Linked DNA regions of Hordeum vulgare: region 2 is linked to region 1. A link is a contact called in public Hi-C data. All regions are on one chromosome and are shown on one strand. The core of a region is the stretch at or near the end of the contact, and the rest is flanking DNA. Distances in the headings are between cores, read along the strand shown. Region 1 has its middle 110 kb from the start of LOC123395877. Region 2 holds the start of LOC123398845 (serine/threonine-protein kinase STY8-like).

Region 1 (3,081 bases), core at 175-2,674:
CCAATACAAGAAATAGACATAATCTACCCAAAAACATGAACACGACATTTTATACACACCAAAACAACAAGTTGTAGGAATCTAAAATGCTCAATCAAGAGATGAGGCAATAGTGTACAAGATTCACAACAACCTTCTTCATAGAAGCATGGATCACTAGGAAACGAGCTCACAAAATGTCTAGTTGAACACAATTTCAGACTTAGTGAAATATCAGTTTTAGCAATGCATTTTTATCATGAAGGCATATTGACAGCAAGAAAAACATATGCAATTAGGCATGTCCTACTACAATTTACTCCTTTCCGCAAAATCAAAAGAGGCGTGGTTTGCTTAATTCGAGCTTCACAAAATGGAACTTCACAAAAACAGATTGCAGATTTTAACATGACAGCACCTTGGGAGAACCAAATGAGCATGTTAATGATAATCTACATGGCAACCATATGCATTGAATCAAAGTAGACATATCCTACAACAATTCTCATGAAGGAATCATATGCAAAAGACCTACAAACTAGATGCAATCACCCACGCAAAATCGAACAAAATAATAGTTTAGACATATTCACGAAACACTTGCAACAGAGATATGAGCATGTAGATGCAATCTATTATGCATGCCAATGCCACAATCATGTACAACACATCAAGCACAACATTTTTAATATAAAGTTTATTTAAATCGCAGCAACGGTTATTTAGTTATGAAATAAATCATTTTAATATGGCATTTACGCAGAACTAAGCAAACAGAAAGTTTGAATATTTTACACATGCATGAAAGTTGGCTATTATGAATCTACACAAAATTCTAAACACTTTTAATCTTAAGTTTGTTTAATTCTGAAGCACGGATTAAATCACACGAAATCCAAAAAGACATCACAACAAAATATCATGCACACAAACTTGCTCAAATTACAAACTAATTGCACGGTAAAATTAATTGGATTTTTATACGCCAAAATCATATATAACATGTGGGTATTTACTATGGGGAAATTACATAACAATTATGCATCTTATGGCATTTATGCAAATTTCATGCAAACAACATTTTAAATATTTTTAACATGGATGAAAGTTGGAAATTATTAATCTACATAAAATACTACACATTTTAAATATTTAAAACATTTTAATCCGGTCCACGGTTATTTATTTATGAGCAATTTGAAATTATGACACTTTTCTGAAATTATGAAATACAATGGAAATGTTGAAATTCCCAGAGGTAGAAAAAAAACTATAACTACACCAGAGCTGCAATTGAGCCAATAGTGCATACGTGGGCGCAAGATAGCAAAATGGCGTTCGGGCGTGAGATAGCATGGCGGTGCTCACCATAAGGCCTTGAGCTTGTTACGGCTGGGCTTGGCACTGGGCCGAGTGCTGCTGAGCCGAAGACAGAGCGGGCCGGTGGATCGAGCAGAGCTGGGCTGCGAGGAGGCACGTGGCCCATGTGGGGCGAGGCTCGACCTGGTTGGGGAGCGGCCGAGGCGAGCGGCTAGGGCAACGATGCTCCTCAAGACGGGAGACATGGCGTGGCGACGGCTAGCTTGGGGCGCTAGGGCGCTGGCGGGTGACGAGGCGGCCGAGGACGAGGGGGCGGTGGCCGATGGGACGGATGATGATAGACCCGACCATGGGGCATCGGATCCCGCTTCGGGGGAAGGTCCGGCGGGGGTGTCGATCTCCAGCGGCGGCTGCTCGAGCATAGGTATGGCGAGGTAGCGACGCATTCTGATGATGTCGGGGCTCCGTTGGCCGAGGGCGGACTCTGGCGAGGTCGACGGTGCGCTAGCCGTCACGGCTTGGTGGCGAGGAGGCGAGTGGATCGGGCAGCGCTCGGGCTCTTGCGGGAGGCCGCAGGGAGGAGCGGTTCGGGCGGCGGAGGCGCGGGAGGGCCAGGGCGAGCTGCAGGCAAACTTGGCAGGTGGCAGCAATGGAGAGGTGGCTAGTCGGCGCGGGGTTCGAGGTGGAACTAGGGTTTACCCGGTTTGCACTGTTTGGGAGTCTATTTATAGCAAATGGGCCTACAAATGAGGATTTTAGTCTGTTTTCGGGCCGTAGGATAGCGATCTAATGGCTCCGGACGGATAGGGCTTACGCTAGGTGGGCTAGTGCTTGTGTAGAGGGGGGTGGGTTGAGGTGAGAGGGGGGTTTGGCAGCCCGTGACAAGTTTTTAAATATCAAAAACCTTCGATGTTTTAACCGGCTATAGTGCCTCTATACATTTAACGGTTCAGGTATTAAACAGATTCCGATTGCGATGAAATTTAGCAAACGTCCTACCTACACTAAAACAAGACAACACACGAACTTTCAACCCATTCCGAGAAATTTTTATACACACTTTTAAAAACCATATTTTAACAATGTCACGGGCGCGCGCGTGTGTGGTTAGTCCCGAAACGACCAACGACAAAATGGACAGAACCAGCAACTAACAACAGATGCAAATTTCAAAAAAATTGATGGCAACGGACTGTTGGTGCTATGTAGATGATGCAAATGATGCAAATGATGTGATGATGAATGCGACAACAAGATGAATCAGACGACCACACCGGAATAAAATGGGAATCTTCCAGAGCGTCGGTTCCGGGCTGTTGCAACTCTCCTCCACTAACAAGAGATGTGGACCCGAGATCTAAGAATGAAAACGGGAAGAGGAGGTGGAAAGGAAGAGGTAAAACTTAGTTGCTTCTTGACAAACCAATGAAACCGATGAATCTTGAAGGTCGCCAGAGATGAAGAATGGCATGACGAACAAGCAAGAATTCAAAACAAATTTGGGAAACACCTCGATAGAAGAGAGAGGCAAAACTTGATAAGATGAAAACAACTTGAAAAGAAGACACCACACTCCTATTAAATGGATAAGCAAGGAAAGAACATGTTGTTAACAAAATGAGATGATGAATCAAAGAGAGAAACATCACAAGCCTCCGGGACAAAGAATAGAAACTTGGTCATTTGATGGAGAATAAAATGACAACTTCTACCACAATTGAATTTGATAAGAAACCTTACAAGAAGAATTGAACGGAGTTGTTGGAAAATCAACAATGAAAG
Region 2 (3,081 bases), core at 397-2,896, 140 kb before region 1:
CATGTATCAAGCTTCACAAGTCACCTGTCCTATGACAATTTGCACCACAATAATTAACTATCATGTATTATGGTATGACAGCTTAAGTCGCTTATGTACCAATATTCATCTGATACAAAATTTCTACTATCAGGGGCAGGCGGAGACATAGGGCCAGTGATAATGGCATCACCATTTCATTCCAACTAAAATTAGCCAAACAATAACACCGAGGGAGTGTTTCTCCAGAAGAATCATATGTAACTACTAGCTAGAATCCAACAAGCATCCACTAGCCAATAAAGGAAGGTACAGTTGTCACGTAACACTAATTAGTTGCTTGTAGAAAATCCAACCAACATAAGAGCTTTACCCTCAAGAAACGGACGCGGAAAGCAGGGCGCCTCAGAGGATCCTTTGCTTCCGCCAAGACCTTCTGATGGACCAAGACATCTGCTGATTTGTCGACATTGATATCAAGTTGATAGCTACAGAATGACAAAAACAAAGATGAACCAATATTAGCCCTATGAGTGTACAAAAGACAAAGAAGAAATAATTAACTGGCCTAGGAATACTGAATCCTAAATAATGACCTCAACAGCTTCATTTCCTGATATGAGGTGGTGGTATAAAAAAGGGAACAACTCCCACAGAGAAGAGGATTTGCAAATGGTGAATACGAGAATAACACAAGAATTTAACCAACAATTCATCCATTCTATACGAACATAAAATACCACATAACCAGAAGCATAACAGACCAGCAGCCAAGTAAAGGGCAAGCGTCCAGAACAAGAACTCCTTTCTGGAAGATAAGGATCTGAATGCAGTAATATTCACTTGATTTACCTCGAAGCTTAGCTTAAGCCCAGAGGAGGCCAGTTCAAAATCGAGTGAGCATAGTAAGACTGCTGATTGTCCAACTCGACATTACTGTAGATAAAATGTAAACAGATCGATTCCCCGAGCAAAAAAATACTGAGTCGGTTCAATTCCGTAGACAAGTCCAACACCACAACACTCCCAGCGAATGAAACACAAGTGAACACTGGAAGCTCGAGTGTCACCGGGGCAGCAGTTTTTATATGCTAGCACGATACTAGCCATTAACCATCACGAGACCTAACAGAGAAGCCCAAAACCATCTGAACTGCGCTACCGAGTGACATTGGCAGAGCTAACCGATCACCTGAATGGAAGCCGCGCGAAATGGGCCTCGAGCTGGACGCGGAAGTCGGGGCCTGCCGCCTCCTCGTTGCCGTCGGCGACGAGCCGCTCGAACACCTGGGTGCAGATGTCGCGGGGGGCTCCCCCGCCTCCGCCGCTCCCGCCCGACACGGCAGGCGCGGGCGGCGCGCTACGCGGAGGAGAAGAGCTCTCCCCCACGCCCTCCTCCACGCCCCCACCCTCAGCTGCCACTGCCATCCCCCCGCAAACCCTCCGCCGCCGCCCGAGCGGGTCAACCGGCGCGCATCGTCCGTCCCCTCCAAGCTCCGGCGCTCATCTAGGGTTCCGTCCCGCTCAACCGACGGCGTGTTCTAGAAGGTTCGCGGGTTGGTGGGCACTACTGGGTAGTTGGAGCACTTAAGGGAGAAGGATAGGAGTGGGGGAGGGGGAGAAAGAAGAGGAAGACGATGATGGCTCGAGTGAGTAGGCGCGAGGTGTGGGGAAGTAAATTTGATGCCATACCAGGGTTGAAATGGTCTTTCCGTGGCGACGAAATGCCCCACCCTCCGTACGTCCGGCTTCACTCATGGGCTGTTTGGTTGTTTACATTATTTTTGGAATTTTGCATGTTTGTTTGTTTGTTTTATGGGCAACCCTACGCTTCCATCGACGGATTATTTTCAATGATCTGTCACCTTCACAGCCGTTTGATTTTGTGCATTTAGCCGATCTCATTCATCCGATCCGCACGCGGGGCTTTGGCCTAATTACTGAAACGATGCTCGAGTTTCTGAAACAATTGCTTTGTTGCAGTTTTTTTTTCTTTGCGCGCGCTTCGGCTGGGTATCCGGTAATTCCTGAAACAATTGCTTTGTTGCAGTTTTTTTCTCCGCGCGCGTTTCAGCTAGGCACCCGGTAATTCCTGAAACAATGCTTGAGTTTCTCAAACAATCGCTTTGTTGCAGTTTTTTTCTTCCCGCGCGCTGCGGCTGGGCATCCGGTAATATTACTGAAACAACGCTCGAGTTTCTGAAACAATCGCTTTGTTGCAGCTTTTTCTTTCCGCATGTTTTGGCGTTTTCTTCGTTTTTATGTTTTGCAACGTGTGTATTCTTGCGGACGAAAATTTTACAACACAGGTAAAGTTACAGGAAAGAAACACGCTCGTACAGAGGAGCCGGCGGATCGCTCGCGTGCGATCCGTCGGCTGAACGTAAACTTTTCCCTTGTTTTATTAGTTGGGCCTGTTTAAGAAAATGCTGACAAAAATTCAACATTTACTCGTGTTGATTGGCCGTATAGGGTTTGTTGTTTGGTTGACTGCATTTGTGATTTACAAATGAGCACATGTAACACATAACTTTTGACTGTGTGCAAGTAGTTGTCTTGTTCGTCCCTTTAAAATGTGGTGGCTTTACAACCAATTTGCAACACTTCACATCATACAAACACAAAACAACACATCACATAAGAACACCACATCACACAAAAACAATAGAACACATCAGATAAAAACTTACGGTGCATAATAGTAGTATACATAAGTTCAAACAGCACGACGTCTCATGCCCTTGTTGGACCTAGAGTGTTGATCCGTGAGCAAAATATACAAGTTTTGCAGCAAAATGGGAGACGATCAAACGAAGTTCAGACGATCTAGACAAACAAACTAAAGGGCATAGCAGATGTCGCTAATGCAACTATGCTTTGAGCACATGACCCTACAAGTGTTGGAGGTATTTGCATTGTAGATTGCACCTTTGTAAGGACCGGCAATATATCGACCAGAGGAGGGTGAATGGGAGATTCAAAAATTCTTGCGAAACTTTTATTAAATTCCATTCACAGCAACACAGATAAGTAGACAAATGGATCACTGAAGATAAACTGATACAACACAAGCGAAGGTTAACTTAGATGGGGTACTCAAAA

What was found. Hi-C and Micro-C count contacts between places; a contact is called where the count stands out from the background.
Region 2: a contact with region 1 is called in a Hi-C map of seedling, with 3 times the contacts expected there. The contact joins the promoter of LOC123398845 here to the enhancer-like site in region 1. A contact is called at or near these places in 2 of 6 Hi-C or Micro-C datasets (leaf and seedling).

What each region holds. Positions count from the first base shown.
Region 1 is chr5H:265,506,639-265,509,719 of MorexV3_pseudomolecules_assembly, reverse strand. No RefSeq gene overlaps it. Among protein-coding and RNA genes, the nearest start is that of LOC123395877, 110 kb to the right of the region's middle. Within about 2 kb of position 1,424, at least 3 of the 3 cell types and tissues checked have open chromatin away from gene starts, as enhancers often do. A contact at or near this core is called in leaf and seedling, where this site is marked.
Region 2 is chr5H:265,650,928-265,654,008 of MorexV3_pseudomolecules_assembly, reverse strand. It overlaps LOC123398845 (serine/threonine-protein kinase STY8-like), which reads right to left and starts at 1,646. Exons shown (of 16, transcript XM_045093292.1): 1 at 1,172-1,646; 2 at 353-467. The coding sequence starts at 1,407.